Regions from separate parts of the Mus musculus genome. Here region 1 is linked to region 2. The links are chromatin contacts, called in public HiChIP or PLAC-seq maps. All regions are on one chromosome and are shown on one strand. The core of a region is the stretch at or near the end of the contact, and the rest is flanking DNA. Distances in the headings are between cores, read along the strand shown. Region 1 has its middle 22 kb from the start of Sh3bgrl. Region 2 holds the start of Brwd3 (bromodomain and WD repeat domain containing 3).

What was found. HiChIP or PLAC-seq counts read pairs in DNA pulled down with a chosen protein or histone mark.
Region 1: an H3K27ac HiChIP or PLAC-seq map of trophoblast stem cells shows a contact between it and region 2, with 7 times the contacts expected there. The contact joins the enhancer-like site here to the promoter of Brwd3 in region 2. A contact is called at or near these places in 3 of 39 promoter capture datasets (cranial neural crest and liver), 5 of 484 Hi-C or Micro-C datasets (CD8 T cells, brown adipocytes, embryonic fibroblasts and 2 more), 4 of 115 datasets of contacts at active chromatin or transcription factors (bone marrow-derived macrophages, large pre-B cells, stem cell-derived neural progenitor cells and 1 more) and 1 of 9 other capture datasets (adipose tissue).

What each region holds. Positions count from the first base shown.
Region 1 is chrX:109,070,531-109,076,681 of GRCm38.p6, reverse strand. No RefSeq gene overlaps it. Among named protein-coding and RNA genes, the nearest start is that of Sh3bgrl, 22 kb to the left of the region's middle. Within about 2 kb of position 2,576, at least 5 of the 459 cell types and tissues checked have an H3K27ac peak or open chromatin away from gene starts, as enhancers often do. A contact at or near this core is called in trophoblast stem cells, where this site is marked.
Region 2 is chrX:108,830,641-108,836,694 of GRCm38.p6, reverse strand. It overlaps Brwd3 (bromodomain and WD repeat domain containing 3), which reads left to right and starts at 2,349. Exons shown (of 41, transcript NM_001081477.2): 1 at 2,349-2,596; 2 at 2,729-2,787; 3 at 2,989-3,018; 4 at 3,422-3,481. The coding sequence starts at 2,566. 2810403D21Rik (RIKEN cDNA 2810403D21 gene) reads right to left here and starts at 2,217. Exons shown (of 5, transcript NR_015493.2): 1 at 2,010-2,217; 2 at 340-429.

The DNA.
Region 1 (6,151 bases), core at 1,327-3,826, 240 kb before region 2:
TATTCCTCACCTGGGATGAAGTGATGTGCAAGAGAAGAAAGCAACCTTAGGACACTTCCAGATAAGTATTGGGTTCAGGGTTCTGGCCACATACAAATTGTGGTTTATTGGTACAATCACTAGAGGGCACCACTGGCTCATAGAAGAAAAACGTCTGGCACCTAGGAAAGCAGAGACTTTTCGAGAATTTTTTTTTTTTTTTTTTTTTTTTTTTTTAACCAGCTCTCCACAGAATTTCAACAGGATAGAATGTTCTGTCATCCATTGTACCAGAGCACTTATAATTGAGGGTTTCATCAAATAATAGGATTACTGGCAAAATCAACAACCGTTTTCAAAACATTCTGATACTTGGAGGGGAAAAAAAATCTGATACTTAGATCAAAAAGCTATTGGTGCAATCCTCTTTCATCAGTGCCATTGGTTCCACAGGAGGAAAAGGTTAATTCAGTTACCATAAGAACAGATTAAATAACACTGTGCTGGAGAATGATAGTAGTTTAGGTTTTATTTCTTCCAAAGAGTCTGGTGTGACTCCCCTCCCCTATCCTCCTATACACTTTATAGATTTTTTTTGAGGTTTTATTTTATATTTTATTTTGTTATGTCTTAGGGCTTCTGTTGCTGTAGTGAAACACTATGAAGAAAGGACAAGCTGGGAAGGAAAGGGTTGATTTGGCTTATACTCCAAATTTCTGTTCATCATCAAAGGAAGTCAAGACAGGAACTCAAACAGAGCAGGGACCTGGAGGCAGGGGCTGACTCACAGGCCCTAGAGTGGTGCTGATTGTTGGCTTGCTTCCCAAGGCTTGCTCAGCCTCCATTCTTATAGAACACAGGACCACCAGTCCAGATGAGGCACCACCCAAAATGGGCTCGGCCCTCCCACCTCAATCACTAATTAAGAAAATGCCTTACCACCTGATCTCACAAAGACATTTTTCTCAATTGAGTTTCCCTCCTTTCAGATAACTCTAGCTTGTGTCAAGTTAATATAAGGCTAGCCAGCACAAGTTACTATTACAGAATTTTGTGATTTTCCAAAAACAAGACAAAACAAAAAATTTTGATTTATGGTAAAGGAAGTTGATAAATTTTCAGTTATAATAATTTTCATATTTTCCTGATTTCTCCTCCCAATAGTACTAATTAAGAGTCTTGGTGCCTTGAGAAAAATTCTATTTTCTAAATAGCATAATTCATATTTAGTCTTTCCCAAGACTCTCCCAAACACATTTTACAGATTGTCAGTGTAATGATCAAGTTCATGGATCTAGAGATTGTCTTATGACTTTGGACTAGATTTAATTATTATAAAATTCAGCTTCTACTTTTTGTGCAGAATGGTCATAATAATATTACCCAACTCCTAAAATGATAAAGCTATTAGATCATGCATGTTATTGCTTTTAGCAAGGCAGTAATGTAGTGTACAGTCAACACATAACTTCTTTTTAATGATTCTGTAAGTAACACACTTATGTATTGATATGATCTCATTAAGTAAAAGCTGTTTATAGTGTTGAATGTGATTTTCCATCATCTGTTCAGCAATAAACTCTGTGGCCAAAATATAAGATATAATAAAATTTACTAAGAAAAAAAAACACATAAACCAATTTGTACAATCATTTGAGTGTATTTCTAATATACAGCACTCATTATATATTTTAGAACTGAGTAGACATGATAATTATTTTCATAATAGCAAATCTTTTGTATGCATTTACTTACATAATTGCCACAGTTAAATGAAGTATACACTATTAATACCCATATCATCTGGGTTCCAGAAGCAAACTTTCAATGTTAAGGTACTTTCCCAAGAACTTTTAGATAATGTACAGTAGCGTGAGTATCTTGGGTTTTAAAAAACAATCTGCTTTTTTCCTTTTATTAAAAATTGATTTTTCATATTGTTCTGGGAGTACTGCTTAACCAATACCCCCAGAGCTCATGTCTCTAGCTGCATATGTAACAGAAGATGGCCTAGTCGGCCATCATTGGGAAGAGAGGCCCCTTGGTCTTGCAAACTTTATATGCCCCAGTACAGGGGAACGCCAGGGCCAAGAAGCAGGAGTGAGTGAGTAGGAGAGTGGGGGGGAGGAGGGGAGGGGGGGCATTTGGGATAGCATTTGAAATGTAAATAAAGAAAATATCTAATAAAAAAAGAAAAAATATTTTTTATCACATAATATATCTTACTTACAGTTTCCTGTCCCTCTCCCAGTTTGTCCCCACCTCCTGCCCCCCTTTCTGTCTCTCATTAGAAAACAAACAAGCTTCTAATAAATAATAATAAATACAATATAATATACAAAAAACTAATCCAAAAAGACCCAGACAATCAGAAGAAAAAGAGGCACAAGAAACAGATCTACTTGTTCTCACACTCAGGAAACAGAACACTAAACTGTGAACCATGACATATATATGCAAAAGGCCTGCTGTAGACTATTTGCTGCTTCGGTTTCTGCATTCCTATGAGCTTCCATCATGCTGATTTAGAGGGCCTCTTTCTCCAGGTGTCCTCCATCCCCTCTGGCTCCTACTTTCTACTTCCTCTTCGCTAGGGTTCCCTGAGGCCTGAGGGAAGAATTTGAATACATCCTGTTTACTGCTGATTGTTCCAAGGTGTCTCACTCTGCACAATGTCTGGCTATAGGTCGTCATACTTGTTCCCATCTGCTGCATGAGGAAGTTTCTCTGAAAACGGCACTCATCTATGAGTATAACTTAATGTCATTAGGAATCATTTTATTGCGTTTTTTAAGAGCAGTAGTATTGGACTGGAGATACGGCTCAGTGCTTAAGAGCACTGACTATTTTTCCAGAGGTCTTGAGTTCAATTCTCAGAAGCCACGTGGTGGCTTCAGAACCTTCTGTAATGGGTTCTGATGCCCTCTTCTGGTGTGTCTGAACACAGCTACAGTGTACTCATATAAATAAAATAAATAAATTTTTAAAAGAGCAGTAGTATTTAGTTTTGACTTTACACTTGATTCCTGGGTTATCTAATCTCTAGTGTTTGGTCCCATTCCCACGAAGTGTAGGGGATAGAAATCATAAAGCATGTTTAGCCTTTCTCAAAAGCTTTGTGCCACTAGCCTATCTTGCAGTCAGGACACTATTGTCAAAGCTTTTGTGGCTGGGTTGGTGTTTGTTTCTCTTTTGGTAATGTGTAGAGCACCAAAAATGCTAGAATGTAAGGTGAGGCTCTATATAGGCACCAGCTCATCTTCTCCATGTTCAATGAGTTGTGGAGGTACTGTCTTCAGCAATGAGGTCTTGCTGTCAGTTTGTACAGAACAACCTATAATCTTGGCAACAGCCTGGGTGGTTTGGCACTTTCCATGGGCCCCCTTTAGCCCCCCTTAATCTTTGACCAACTACATTAGATGTAATCCAGTAAGTGGAATTGAAGCGTCATTTGATGACAAAAGATAGCCAGGTAGGGCTCTGACTCTCCTATGTTTTGGCAATTTCATTTAACACACCTTCGTTATATATTATAAATTTCACATATACAATATATACTATATGACATATATAAATTATATATAATATATGTAACTGTAGTGGCTATTCCTGGTTGTCAACTTGAATATATCTGAAATGAACTACAATCCAGAATTGGAAGGCTCACCTGTGATCCTAATCTGGAGGCTGGGAGATACAAGTTTCTGACCTGGATTTTGGTAAGGAGAACTTGAGGCATAGTGGCTATGAATTCCAGAAGATTAAGACAAGGAGATTTCTGAGTTCAAGCTCATCTGGGACAAAGCAAACCCCAGATCCAGGCTTGGTGGCACACACCTTTAATCTGGCCACACCTTCTGCTGGATACCTACATAAGGACATTGGAAGAGGGAAGATTTATTCTCTCTTCTTCTCCTACTTGCCATGTAGGACTAAGCAACTGCTAGATCCTTGGACTTCCATTCACAGCTGCTGTTGATTATTGTTGGGGAGTTGGACTACAGAGTGAAAGTCATCAACAAATTCCCTTACTATATAGAGACTACCCATAAGTTCTGTGACTCTAGAGAACTCTGACTAATACAGGTACCAGTAGCTGGTACCAGGAGTGGGATGTGTCCACTGTGGGGTATATGCACTTTGAGGTGTATACTCTGAGGGGTGTGTACTGGCTGGTTTTGTGTGTCAACTTGATACAGGCTGGAGTTATCACAGAGAAAGGAGCTTCAGTTGAGGAAATAACTCCATGAGATCCAGCTGTAAGGCTTTTTCTCAATTAGAGATCAAGGGTGGAGGGCCCATTGTGGGTGGTGTCATCCCTGGACTGGTGGTCTTGGGTTCTATAAGAGAGCAGGCTGAGCAAGCCAGGGGAAGCAAGCCAGTAAGGAACATCCCTCCATGGCCTCTGCATCAGCTACTGCTTCCTGACCTGCTTAAGTTCCAGTTCTGAATAAACCCTTTCCTCCCCAACTTGCTTCTTGGTCGTGATGTTTGTGCAGGAAAAGAAACTCTGACTAAGACAGTTACTGTCATAGTTAGGGTTTTACTACTGTGAACAGACACCATGACCAAGGCAAATATTATAAGGACAACATTTAATTGGGGCTGGCTTACAGATTCAGATGTTTGGTCTATTATCAAGGTGGGAACATGGCAGCATCCAGGCAGACTTGGTACGGGAGGAGTTGAGAGTTCTACATCTTCATCTGAAGGCTGTTAGCACACTACTGACTTCCAACCAGATAGTAGCTAGGATCTTAAAGCCCACACCCACAGTGACACACCTACTCCAAGGCCACACCTCCAATAGTGCCAACGCCTGGCCTAAGCATATACAAGCCATCACAGTTTTCTGTTATATTAGGTTTCATGCTACCCTCAAAAGGCCCTTTTAAAATGGTGTAATTTTTGTGAACTATTGTCGTTAATTTTAAGTTCATTATATTACACACACACACACACACATACACAGAGACAGACAGACAGACAGACAGACAGACGGACAGACAGATAAGAGTTTGTACTTTTTGTGAATTGTAAACAATGACTGTTTAGATCCCAAAGACTTGAAGATATTTTCATATTCATCTATAAAAGCTCCTTACATTTATGTCTAAAATATAACTTGAATAGTTTGGGGTATAAGTTTTCAAGCCTTTTTAAAAATGGGAATATAATTAATCTGGAACTTGTACATTTTTTAAAAATCCCCTTCCCCCCACTGCATTTGTAATAGCTTTATGTCAAAAAGCAAATGATTATACATGTTTAGCTCTGTTTCAGGTCTCTGTATTCTGCTCTGTTTGCCTGCCTACTCTTGTGCCATTACCATGCTATCTTAAATACAATAAATTTACATATTTTGACATCTGATACAGCAAGTGCTCATACTTTAATCTTCTTCAAATGTCTAATATCTTTGTCATTTTACAAAATTAGAATGTAAAACTTCAGTATAAAAATACAATTGACTTTTGAATGCTGACCTTTAATTAACACTTTTCTAAATGCATATTAATAATTTATCACATATATTCTGTACTTTTACTTATATTCATTTTTTTCCTGAAAACTGACATTTCTAATATTACTCCTTCCATTTGTTTTAATTTCCCTACCATTTGTTTTGGTTTTTCATCTAAAATATTCATTTTTCTTTTTGTAATTGTGTATCTAGCAACTCTAAAAGTTAGGAACATGAAACAATAATTTTACTTTCATCCTTCATGAGTCAGGAATTCAGCCAGGGAACATTAGTGCCATTGTATCTGGGGCCCCTGTAGAAAGTCTTGAAACTGGGAGTCACTTAGTAGTTGGAAGTTGAAACCTCCTGATGACTCCTTCATTCATGTTCCTGATCTTTATCTCCCAATATTTCAAACAGTAAGTTTGGTTGTAAATGTTAACTATTTTGCGCACATGTGGTTTCACTATAGGACTTCAGCTTTCTAATGACATGGAAGATTCAGAGCGTTGAACTTCTTATACTTCAATTCACAGTACTGTAAACAAGTCATAAATTATGTCATTATGCCAGCTGATAGACCGAGTAGGGAGGGAAGAGCTGTACAAATAGTGACTAGCTGAGAAAATCCTAAAGGACCCAGTGACTATCAAGCCATTATAATAATGTCCTGTGGATTCAAACATGTATAAAACTAAAACAAAATTT
Region 2 (6,054 bases), core at 1,100-3,599:
GTCAGTAGAGGATTCTAGAATCATTGGGTATTGTGCGCCTGAAACTAATGTCGTGCTCTTTCCAGTTCCCCTTATCTCTCAGGCCAGCTTTGAATTAGCTATGTATCCCAGTTTAGTTTTGAACTAAAGACACTTCTGCCTCAGCCACCCTAGTGTTGGGATTATAGGTAGATCAGACCACAGGAGGTTAATCTGCATTTTCTTTACTCCTAATCCCTTATCATTTCAAATTCCAGTTAACATAATTATTTACCTGGAGGCCAGGTGACTCTGCCCCTGCACATACACAATAAATGAATAAATACAAATAAAATTAATTCTGTACAAGTAATTTCTTACCTTAAATTTCCATAAATGTGTGGAGTTTTCTCTCTTAATTGCATCCAAATTTACAGTTTTAGTGATCGCTGGGATAATTATGTCACATGCCTTTTGAATACAACAGAGATATATTCTCACATGAGTTCTACAAAAAATGTGTGTTAGCAAACACAGTGAATATTATTTATTATCATTTACATATAAGAAAAACAATAGCATGTAAGTGCTTTGAAGTCATATAGCAGGTGGTTTTTTTGTTTTGTTTTGTTTTAGTTTTTGTTTTTTAGAGACAGGGTTTCTCTGTGTAGCTCTGGCTGTCCTGGAACTCACTCTGTAGACCAGGCTGGCCTTGAACTCAGAAATCTGCCTGCCTCTGCCTCCCTAGTGCTGGGATTAAAGGCGTGTGCCACCACACCTGGCTAGTAGTAATTTTTAATATTAGTATGGTAGAGAAAAATATAAACTGTCTCCTAGGTCACTGTTAAGGATTAAATGAGTTACAGCAGGCAAAATATGTAGTAATGACTTGGTAAAGGTTAGCTGTTAATTATATTATCTTGAACTATAAAAATTACTATTTCAGTAAGCACCTCACAATTTTGTCCTGAGGTTTTATATTTCTTTTATCTACTTCTTTCAGATACTGATTATACCAAAGATAACCATAGCATTTTACTCTTATGTTGTTATTAATTACTCAATAAAAGAAATTGGCAGAATGAATTGCTAAGGATATGTTAAGTTTATGAATTGAATTAAATTTAATTCTATGCCCAATGTGGTTTAATCACCGAGCTCCCTGAGTCTGAAAACCAAACTCCCACTATAGCCATACATTAATGTGAACCTTCAAATTTGAGTATTTCAAAGCAAATAATGTACACAATTCAAATAGTACTTGTTTTCCCATCATGTTTTGTTTCTATGAATTCTGTTCAAAGTAACATCCTGAGAACGGGATGCTAAGAGAAATTGGGGAAGTGAACCAGTTTCCTCAAACTGTCAATTATTATACAAATCCTTTGATCAAATCAGCGCTGTGCTAAGAGTTAAAGTTATACATGAAAACAATTGTAGTCTCAAGGTAGTGGAAAAAAGACTTTTTGTCAACCGGAGTGGCGACACATGCCTGCCACATGAGCACTAGGGAAGCTGAGGCAGGAAGATTGACATGGAATTCCAGGGGAGCCTTGGATAGATACATAGTGACAGCAAGTCAGAGAATATCACTTCAAAGACAAACCAAACCAAACTATCATTTCTATCCAAATTTCAATGAATAGTTAAGAACTTTAAAAACGTTTTGGCAGAATTTCAAAACAGCGTTCCAACTTATCCTACAGGAATTGAGAAGAAAGAGCTTGTTGACCTTTTCAGAAGGGGGAAACGGCCTCCTCCTTAAAGTGTAAACTTCGCGCGCAATGTTTATCAGAATCAAGGGGAGACTTGATACTACTACAAGAAGTTTTCTAGAAGAATATTATTCCCTTGCTCATCAGGTAGGCGCAGCACTTTCTTTTGGCATGCTGTTCCTTGTTTGAAAACAAAACCTTGCAGTAGCTAGCGACTTTTTCTTGGGGTAGAGAAAGAACAAACAAACCAAATCCGTTCGGTGACCCAAGGTAAGCTAGATCATGTCAGTCCCTCGCCAGTTTCTCTTGATCATGTCTGGAGAGAGGTTCCCTCACCGGAAAGGGTCCGATTGCCCTTACAGGAAGGGTAAGCAACTCCGGAGCTCTAGGACGCCAACGCCACCACAGAGTTTGACGAAGATTGCCAGAGCGTCTGCCTGCATTTAGAACCTCTTCCTTGTTCTCTGGGCAGTAACTAGGCAACCCCAGGCCGGCTTAGCTGCTGGAACTAGGCGGCCGCCTTAGTGCCTCTGGCGGCCAGCCTGGAGCTTTGCAAGCGGCTCCCTTCCCTTTTCCCCCCTCCTTCTTTCTATGGCTCCACCCCTTTCCCCCCGCCCACCCCTCTCCCCCCGCCCACCCCTCGGCGACTTCAGCTCCTCCCTCTCCTTCTCTCTTGCTCTCCTTCCTCCTCCGCCTCCTCAGCTCTTGGGCTAGAATATCTATGGGTCGAAACGTGATGCGATGAATCCGAGAGAGACCGAAACTGGGACGAAGAGTGCGGCGGAAGCGGCGGGACTCCCAAGCATGGGGGCTTCACCACAATAGAGGCAGCGCCCCCACCCGCCCCCGCCAGCCCTCCTGAGCGAAGCCCCCAAACCCCCTCGGGAAAAGGATGGCGGCGGCACCTACCCAGATCGAAGCCGGTGGGTAGCTGAGCCGGGGGCAAAAGGGATGGGGGCTTTGCGCGACTGCTGTCAGATTTTTTTTAAAAAGCTTGTATCTCTTTTCCTTGCCTCTCTCTCAACGTCTCCCCCCACCCCCAACCCCTTCTTTAGAGCTGTATTACCTGATCGCAAGGTTCTTGCAGTCCGGACCCTGTAACAAATCCGCTCAGGTGAGAGGGAAAGGATATCTGGGAGTGTTGGGGAATGGTCCCATTGGGGAAATTGAGGCACTGGGTGAGCAGTGCAGTTGGAGGGTGAGGGAAAGGCCGGCCGCGATTACTCCTACAGTCAGCGGCTGTGTTGGAAGTGGGGAGGGAGGAATGGGTTGGCGCCCCAATCTGCTTTCACATCCCTGTGTCCCTCTTCCCCAGGTGCTAGTGCAAGAGCTCGAAGAGCATCAGGTATGGACCCCTTTTGGGAAGAGGTGGGGAGGGCTGGGGAGAACCTGGAGGAAGGGTAAGGTAGGTCAGGGGCCGAGGGCAGGGGCCCGGAGGGAGCCTTCGAGCTGGACACTTGGGGCTGTTGTCACTTGGGGTAAATCGGGTTCTTTGCTTAGAAGGGGCGGACAACGCAGGGGTCTAAACTCGCTGCCTTTTATTCCTGCGGGAGGTGTTTTTTCAGGATTTCCTTCCCTTTGGCCTGCCCCCCCCCACCCCCAACCCCCGGCACAGCGGCAGTAGCTGTCGGGACTGGAGAAATGAAAATGTTAAAGGGTCTAGGATTAGGCTCCAGGCTGGGTGCTGCTGCTGGGGAGCAGAGGCTTTTCCTTCACCCCCCCCCCTTTTCTTTTCCTCCGGCCCCCAGCTGATTCCGCGCCGCTTAGACTGGGAAGGGAAAGAGCACCGAAGAAGCTTCGAGGATCTGGTTAGTAAACTTTTCGTTTCAACTTAGCCCAACTCTTTTTCCACTCCCTCCCCACCTTGTGCCCCCAACCGCCCCTGGCCCTTCAGCCCTTAGAGCTCCCCGAGCCTGCTGTTCGGTGTTCGAAGGACTGCCCCTTCCCCCTCCCAGCGTGTCGGAAAGGGTACCTTGCCCTGCTCTAGCCTTGCTTATTTTCACCCCAAAACTTTGAAGAATGTGAGTTGGTTTTCAGAGGTGCTGTGTTGTGCTTTAGGACTGTGTTACAAACAGCGGAGAAGGCCCATTGTAGGGGGATAAGGGACAGAAACCAGGGGGTTATCTTGGGGCACGTACCAAGGACTGACGCTGGCCAATGACAGCGTTGGTAACAGCCCGGAGTTCCGGATTAGTGGAAGAAAACTGGTTTCTGGTTGGTCCTGGCTTGAAATACGGGAACTGAGGCCAGGCTTGGGTGTTTTTTTTTTTTTCTAGCTCTCTCTCTCTCTCTCTCTCTCTCTCTCTCTCTCTCTCTCTCTCTTTCTCCTTTTTCTTTCTTTCTTTTTTTTTCTTTTTAGAGTGGAGGGGAGAAGGAATTCAGAAGGGGAACTGACTCATAAGTGAGAAAAACTACATAAATAAAAATACTGAGGACTACTGAGTGAATTCCAAGATTGTTCATCTTTAGATAATGGGTTACTGAATAAAAACATTGTTATATATTTCTAATCTTAAAAAATAGCTAATTAATTCATCAGTAAACTGCATTTGTGCAAATATGTTTTCACTAAAGAAGAAATATGTATTATGACCTTTTTGGGAATAGGTGAACAGGATTTTGGGATTAGGAGACAATGGACATTTTTAAAAAAGAGAATATACTTTAGTTAAGTCTTGAATTGACTCTTGTTTTTTCCATAAATATAATTTGCAATGTAAGTGCACTTTCTGCTCTGCACTGAGACAAAAAGATGATCTTTTATATGTGGGGAAAGAGATTCTACTCTTAGCTACAGAGTTGTATGATGAAAGGAGTGATAATAAAACCTAAATTGAACTCTCTTTCCTCCAAATAAGATCCAAATGAGGAAAAGCATACAAAGTGGACACAAAGTTGGAAGAGTAGTAGACTAAGGCAGACTAAATAAAAAGAAAATAATTGAAAGTTTGCTTGTCAGTAGAAAACAGTTAAATTGCTGTGATGTTAATTTTGAAAACTTTGAGTATTATAAGAGTGAAGCCACATTATTACAGAAGCTACTGAGTTTTCCCTAATATCTTGCAAATCCAAAAATGGTTTAATTGTAATAAGAGTGAATGCCACCACCAGTATTATTAATGGTAATAATTTCTCAGATGGGTACAAATTATTTTTGAATACCTGTTACTACTTTTAATTTTCAGCCTGAAGTTTTGTTTTTCTTCTTTCTGTTGTTGTTAGACATAAATCCTACTTGTATCACAGAAGGTAAATTCGAAGTATTCACTAATACATGTTTTAGTATCAAACTACTGATAGCTGTTTGAACATAGTTTTAATATCTGGGTGTATGAGAAATGATTTTGTGTACTTTTTTCCTTTTCCAGCTTATATATGGATAGGCAGGTAGATCATTTTTAAGCAAATGAGAAAAGGAAACTTAAAAATGAACTTGATAGAAAATTGAGTAATTAAAAATGGTCTCCTTACCACACACTTTAAAAGGTGGTTTTCTAGTCATTTTTCTTAAACAGTAAAGGCAAATCTTTACACAGTTATTATCAGCATCCATCCTTTGCTTTATATTTTTCTGACAGTACTTTTGTATGACTATTGTTCTTTGAATATCCATCATGGTAATGGTAAGAAAAAGAATTAGTTGTGTTTTAAGTATTATGATTTGTCTTAATTTCCAATTGGTCATTTGAGCAATGACCTTTACCTTTTCACTAATTTTTTTTTTTACCTTTTCACTAATATTTTAACCTTTTCACTAATATTTTTACCTTTTCACTAATATTTTTGCATAATTAGGGGAGGGGCTCTTTTTCTGTTGCCTTCTCCAAAAGTCTCATGGATTTATGAATAAGGTCAAAGTAGCTCTTGAGTTTTCAAGCTTTTGTCACATATTGAACATCACTCTCCAGAAGTTTGTACTAATATTTAATGCAAAAGAAAGTGTGAGGGTTTATAGTTTTAAAATTATTTAAAATGGTTTTAATATGTGATAGTAGTCTTGAATTGATTTAAATAGACTTTTTCTTATTAGCAGTAAGACTTAAACCTTAACAATTATTTATTAATTATTATTAATACACTCATCCATTTATGTGGGCTTGATTTACTGTATCATGTGTTTTTTGTTTTGTTACTGTGTTTGAGACAGTCACATACTATTGTGTAGGCTGACCTGGAGCTCATGATGTAGTCTAGGCTTGCCTCAAGCTCTAAGCAACCTCATGCGTCAGCCTGCGAAATTCTGAGATTTTAGGTATGACCCACCTTATGGATCTTTCTTTCCTTCTTTCTTTCTTTCTTTCTTTCTTTCTTTCTTTCTTCCTTTCTTCCTTTCTTCCTTTCTTTCTTGGGTTGGTATTATTATACAAGGTTTTATAATTTA